Linked DNA regions of Pan troglodytes: region 1 is linked to region 2. A link is a contact called in public HiChIP or PLAC-seq data. All regions are on one chromosome and are shown on one strand. The core of a region is the stretch at or near the end of the contact, and the rest is flanking DNA. Distances in the headings are between cores, read along the strand shown.

Region 1 (2,897 bases), core at 67-2,566, 280 kb before region 2:
ACTTAAGTTTCAGATCTCAACCGTCCCTTTGGTCTCTCTTGTTAGCACAAAAGGAAATGGTCTAAGCTACAAGAAGGAAACTTACAGTAGGATGCTTTTCAGAAGGGCTTTTCCCTAGGAGGCCTATGTGAGGACACTTCCTATTTTCCCATTCAAACTACTCCCCCATCCCCATCCCATAGCTACTGAAGCAGTACAGGAGTGGTTCAAAAACATTGGTACCTAGATTTGAATTTTATCTCCACACTTAGGCAACTTGCCTAACCTCTCCAAGTCTTAGTTTCATCATCTGTCTTTAGGGGTTGTAATAATATCCACAATACTGAGTCATGATGAACATAAAATGAGATAACCCCTATAAAGTGCTTAGCACAGTGCCCAGCACTAAGAAAGAACTCAACAATATTAGCTATTATTATATGGCCATGCTTATTATGCAAAACAGTGATTCACATTCGAACTTCTGCTATCTTAATAGGGAAAAAATTTTCATTTTTATTTCAATTCTTTCTAAATCCTTTAACCCTTTCCTGCCCCATAGCTACATATAATCCAAATGGTAGGCACCAACTCCTAGGCCAGTTAGTGAAAGATGCTCATGGAGGAAAAAGGGCTTCAGTTCTTTTGAGTTTCTTTGCCTAATTATAAGATTTTCCTATCAGCCAGGATGAGCTCATTCGTGCCAAGTATCCCCTTATGCATGGTGAAGCTGAGAGGAAAGACACATGCCTGAATTCAAACTGCAATGAGAAAAAGAGATGGACATCAGGCAGAATCGGGGAAACAAGGTGCCAAGTACAGGAAGCATGCTTTTTGGATAAGAATTTACATTTGCCAAATTTGTTCTGCCCTCAAGTTCCATCTTCTGCTCTTAAATTAAAATGTCCTTCTTTTCACTCTCAATCAAAATGGATGGGACTGAGCAAGTTTGAACTCCCACAAGAGACAAGTGACAAGAAAGATGAATTCTTGACCAATTGGACTAATTCTGTTACTTACACCTTTTCCCCTGGGGCGTGGAGGGAAAATGCTAACAATCTTCTCAGAGATTCATTCTGTGTGGCTTCCCTGATGCTGTGTGTTTGTACTCATCACGGTGGGGCATATACTTTCTTCCCTGCTGAAATTCCAGCTTTCATTTTTCTTTAGCAAGCAACACTTAGTTTGCTGCAGCCTGCTGATTACAAGGGTGCACAGACCCAGATGAATCATAGAAGCAGGCAGATGGCACAAATACAAATCCTCTGCATTGTGTCTTACACCCACACTAACCTTCTCATGTGGCCTCTCTTCCCAGCATCCCTTTCCTTCATTACCTCATCCATACCCAAAGGACAATTAGTGCATTCAGGCACTAGAGACAGCTAACTGTACAAGGGAGAGTACAGCAAACAACCTCCTGGTTCTTGGAATCTAGACACAAGACAAAGGCAAAAGAATTAAAAACAGTAATCGTATCTGTGGCAAGTGCTGCAGGGTGCCATCCAGATCTCTCATCAGGTCCTAAGTATTCATCCCCCAGCTGCCAGGGGTGTTGACTTCTGGTGGCTTAGCTGAGTTCCTTTTTAAGTTATGTCCATGGGCTAAGGGGGCCACGTTTCCCAGTGACACCTCCCTCCCAAAGACAGAGAGTATCCAATCCAGTACCTGGTCAATGTGTATGTGTTGGGTGGGTTTGGTGGGGTGGGGTGGGGGCAGTCAAAGCTGATCTTTCTGCTTAATTTCAGAGCAACTCTGAACGGCCATCCCAGGTCCAAAGCTCCCCGTAAGATTGGCAGGGGCTTTTATTTGGACTGCATTGACGTTTGACTTCTCCTTCTGACCTGTCCTTCTCCTATCACCCACCAAAAGAATTTTCTGTGTACAAATCTCCATCTCAGAACCTATTTGCCATTGAACCTGACCTAAAACAGTAACTCTGACAAATGAATGCATCAAGGTTTGAGGAAACTAGTATTCCAGAAACGTCCACCAAGACTTGAAGCACTCCTTAAGATTCATGGAAAGTTAGGGGGTAGTCTGTGGTGTTACAGAGCCAGCCAAATTGGCCCCACAGTTAGATGGATGCCCAAGTTAGGCTCTGGGGAATGACAGGACCTGGGACTGAAGCCAAGATGCCTTGGGCTCTGTCCCAGCATTTCTTCTGTGTGCCCTTACACAGGGTTTTTAGAGCAGTGCTTCTCAAATGAGCAGTGTTGGAGGACCATTTTCACTTTCAATATATCACAAACCAATTTCTTGTCAAGTACACTAAAATAAACTACAACTCCACACTCCCTAAGTGTGGCCTACACATAGTAACTGCCTTCAAAAGAGCATAGTATGAAAGTAGGGGCAGGGAAGAAGATAACTTTACAGTAAAGAAAACTGGCAAAGACTGCCTCTGCCAGACGACCAAGGTCAACATCAACAACAGTGATAAGTCCTGTGCAAAGTATGTAGCCTTGATATGATGTGGTGAAAATGGCACTTCAGCTCTTTGGTCTTCCTCCCCCAAACCCATAAGCCCAGTTTAATCATGAGAAAGGCAAATTCCAATTGAAGGACATCCTACAAAACACCTGCCTGATAATTTTCAAATCTTTCAAAGTCATGGAAACCAAGAAAAGTCTGAGAAATTGTCACAATCAAGAAGAGACATGATGATTAGTGGTAATACGGTATCGCTGGATAGGATTCTGAAAGAGAAAAAGGACATTAAGTTAAAAACTAAGAATATCTGGATAAAGTATGAATTTCAATGAATCATAACGTATCAGTATTGGTTCACTAATTGTAGCTAATGTAATATATTAATTTTACTGTCTTACACTACCTATAAGATACTGCAGAGTATCTGCGAACTCTCTGTACTATCTTCTGAATGTTTCTGTAAATCTAAAACTGTTCCCAAAATA
Region 2 (2,981 bases), core at 257-2,756:
CCGCACCAGGCTCTGAGTACCGTTAGGTGTGAGGGGACCAAAGCGCCGTCCGGTTCGCTGGGGGGTCGACTAAGCTCCGCGTTTTGGAAGCCCAGCAAACACTGCACAGGTTCGCTTTACTTCCTCTCGCCTTCTTTAGAACGAGTGCACACATTGGCAGCTGACGATCCCACCACCTAAAGTCTGCCTCTTAAAAGAGGGCAGGTAAGCCTGGAAAGGTTTCCCAAATAGAGGCAAACTTATTGCTGTCTTGACTGGCCCAGCGAAAGCGCTCTCAGCACTGGCTGAGCCCAGTGCCCAGCCAGGAAGCTCGGCTCGGGGTGCGCGAGTCCTTGAAGAGTCCCCCACGGCCTGCAGTTGGCCCGAATGAGGGTCTGTGCGCGGGAACGGTTTCCCCAAACCCCTTAAGTAATAACATAACCCTTCCAGACTGTTCATCACACTGTTCAGCTGCCAGGAAAGGTCCGACGCGCTTCTTGCCCTCGTCCCAGCTCAGCTCTAGTTTCTTCCGCCAGCGATCTGAGAAGCCAAATTATTTTATTCCCACCCTGTAAAGTTAAACTGCAATAAACATAAATCACTCAGGGAAGCTGCTAAGGTAAATAACACTCAAATGAGCTACTTGCACTTGGTATTGTTGTAAGGCCTTCCTCTGGTGTTTACCGCCCTCCTTGTTTACATGAAGCTCAGGAACAGAGGCTTTAGGCCGGTAGGGAGCTCAGTTTCATTTCAAGGGTATGGCAAGGCCTATCATTTCGTCATAAGGCTTTGAAGGAAAGTTCGTCTGTTTTTGTCTCACATCTAACTTCCAGTAACTTCTCAAAAACTATATTCTTCCAACTGTAGCTCCGGTCTGCAAACTCCCTTCTCCCTAGCTGTCCGGGAAGGGGGACTCGAGCTCGCGCAACGCCCCGCTGCACCTGCGGAGGAGGGAGAGCGTCTGGGTGCGCCATGCAACGCCCGCACCGCGCTTCCCGCGCTCCGCCCGCCTGCCCGCGAACGGCTGCGAGCCACCCCCGCATCCCTCACACCTCTGCCCTCCCCAGTCGTGCGCGGGAGAGGGGGCTAGCACCGCAATGCCTGGAAGAGCAGCCGCGCGAGGGGCCTGGGGACAGGACAGCCTCCCGGCTCCGAGGCGAGGCCCGAATGCGCGCACACTCGGCGAGCGGGGCGGCGACTGGGGAGCCGGAGGCGAGAGAGGGCGGAAGTGCGGGACGCCCCGCAGCACTCCCACAAGTCGCGGAGCCCGAGATCCTCGTCGGGTGGCGAGGGCGTGGGTGCCCACGCTATGCGTGACGCCTGAGCCGCGGCCCGAGCCCACGAGCTGGGTGAGGCCGCTGCCGCCGCCGCCGCCGCCGCCGCCGCCGCCGCCGCCACGAAGCCTGGCGGGCGGCGCGGAGCCCCGGGGAGCTGGTTTTCCCGGGCGGGCACGTGACGGGGTTGGCAGCGTTCGGGCCCCGGCTGGGAGGGGGAAGAAGCGGGGAGCAGAAGGCCGCGGGCGGGCGGCTGGCGCGCTGTGTACTTAGGTCGTGTGCTGGGGCTTTTCTCTCCCAGGAGCCGGCGGGGGGAGGGGAGGGGGAGGGGCCACCGCTCCGCCTTCTCCTTTTCGCAATGTTGACGCAATCTATAAATAGTGGAACAAAAGGACCAACTTCCTCGGAGCTTTGCTGAAACTGCACAAAAAATCGAGCCGGGGGGTTCCCTGGTCCCCGGCGATGGGGCGGGGAGCGCGGCGCCGGGGGAGGGGGCGGGCGCGGCGGCGCGGGCCCCGCCGAGGGGGGACACCTGGCTGAGGCACAGCTGCCGCCGCGCCTTTCCGCGCGAGCCCAGAGCTCCGATCCCTGCGCGGGCTCGAGAGCTCGCCCCGAACGGGGGTCTTCCTCCTCCGCCGTTGACAGGTCAGTCCGTACCGCCCCTTTCAACACTGTGGGCTTTCTTTTTCCTCCCCCGAGCCTCCACTTTTAGAAGGGAACTGAGAGGAAAAATAGAACGAGGCGCTGCAGCAACAGCCAGCAAATCTGCAACCCCAGCAGTCCACACGGCAGGGGTGGCCGAGGGGGCTCAAGGAGGCGGTCCCCGCCTGGCCCCTCGTCGTATGGCCGGTGCCTGCGCCGCAGCCAGAGACGGAGGACTGGCGTGCGCCACCCGGGCGGTAGGGAGAGCGGAGGCGCGGGCCGCCTTGCTGGGGTCGAGAGGGGCTCCCGGCTGCTTCTCTCGCCCGTGGGCCGACCCCCGGAGGCTACGCGTCAGGGCCCGGAGGCCGCTGCATGCGCCTCGCTCCCTCCGAGCTCGGACCCGGCGCCTCAGCCTCGTCCTCTAACTGCTGTGGGAGGATGGAGCAGAGAAGCGCTGTCGCTGCACGCCGCCGTGCCCCCTGGCTCTGGTGCCCACGCAGCCAGCAAGCACTGAGCTGGGGGGCAGGGTGGAACCGGGGCACGCTCGCTTCTCGGAGCCTCGGACCTGAGCGCGAGCGCCCGCCGCGCCGCCGTGGCGGTTCCACAGGGCGCGGGGAGGGGGCGGAGCTGGTGCTGTTGACAGCGGTGCCGGAGCGGGGAGGGCGAAAGTTGGGGAGAGGGGGCGGGGGAGAGGTGGGAGTCGGGGCTGGGGGAGAGAGCGCGCGCGCGGGCTTCGGCGGGGAGAGGGGGGCCGGGTCATGTGATGTACAGACACCCCCGCTACAGGCTGGCTGCAGGGGTGACGTCACCACCCTTGACTGCAGGGGGTGGCACTTCCGCTCCCTCCCCAGCTGCTCCCCAGCCCCTGGCACCGCCGGCTGGAGCCCTTTCGCAGTTTGAGTGGGCAGAGGGAGAGAGGGGTTTTCCTTCTGGCCCCAGCCTCTGACTGCTTCTCCCGCCGCCCGGAGTCCCCGCCCTGGGACCGGAATGGGAGCCGCGGCCGCCCCCTCCCGACGCGTCCCATTGTGTGAGCGGGCGGCGCAGGGCGGAGGCTGGTGCCGGCCCCCCGCAACTCTGCGCTCCCGA

The links. HiChIP or PLAC-seq counts read pairs in DNA pulled down with a chosen protein or histone mark.
Region 1: an H3K4me3 HiChIP or PLAC-seq map of stem cell-derived excitatory neurons shows a contact between it and region 2, with 5 times the contacts expected there. The contact joins two enhancer-like sites. A contact is called at or near these places in 1 of 7 Hi-C or Micro-C datasets (stem cell-derived neural progenitor cells) and 1 of 1 datasets of contacts at active chromatin or transcription factors (stem cell-derived excitatory neurons).

What each region holds. Positions count from the first base shown.
Region 1 is chr14:55,995,825-55,998,721 of NHGRI_mPanTro3-v2.0_pri, reverse strand. The region is part of intron 3 of LOC104001837 (a long non-coding RNA gene); the gene reads right to left. Among named protein-coding and RNA genes, the nearest start is that of MIR15A, 350 kb to the right of the region's middle. Within about 2 kb of position 1,316, at least 14 of the 24 cell types and tissues checked have an H3K27ac peak or open chromatin away from gene starts, as enhancers often do. A contact at or near this core is called in stem cell-derived excitatory neurons and stem cell-derived neural progenitor cells, where this site is marked.
Region 2 is chr14:55,717,431-55,720,411 of NHGRI_mPanTro3-v2.0_pri, reverse strand. No RefSeq gene overlaps it. Among named protein-coding and RNA genes, the nearest start is that of MIR15A, 76 kb to the right of the region's middle. Within about 2 kb of position 1,506, at least 18 of the 24 cell types and tissues checked have an H3K27ac peak or open chromatin away from gene starts, as enhancers often do. A contact at or near this core is called in stem cell-derived excitatory neurons and stem cell-derived neural progenitor cells, where this site is marked.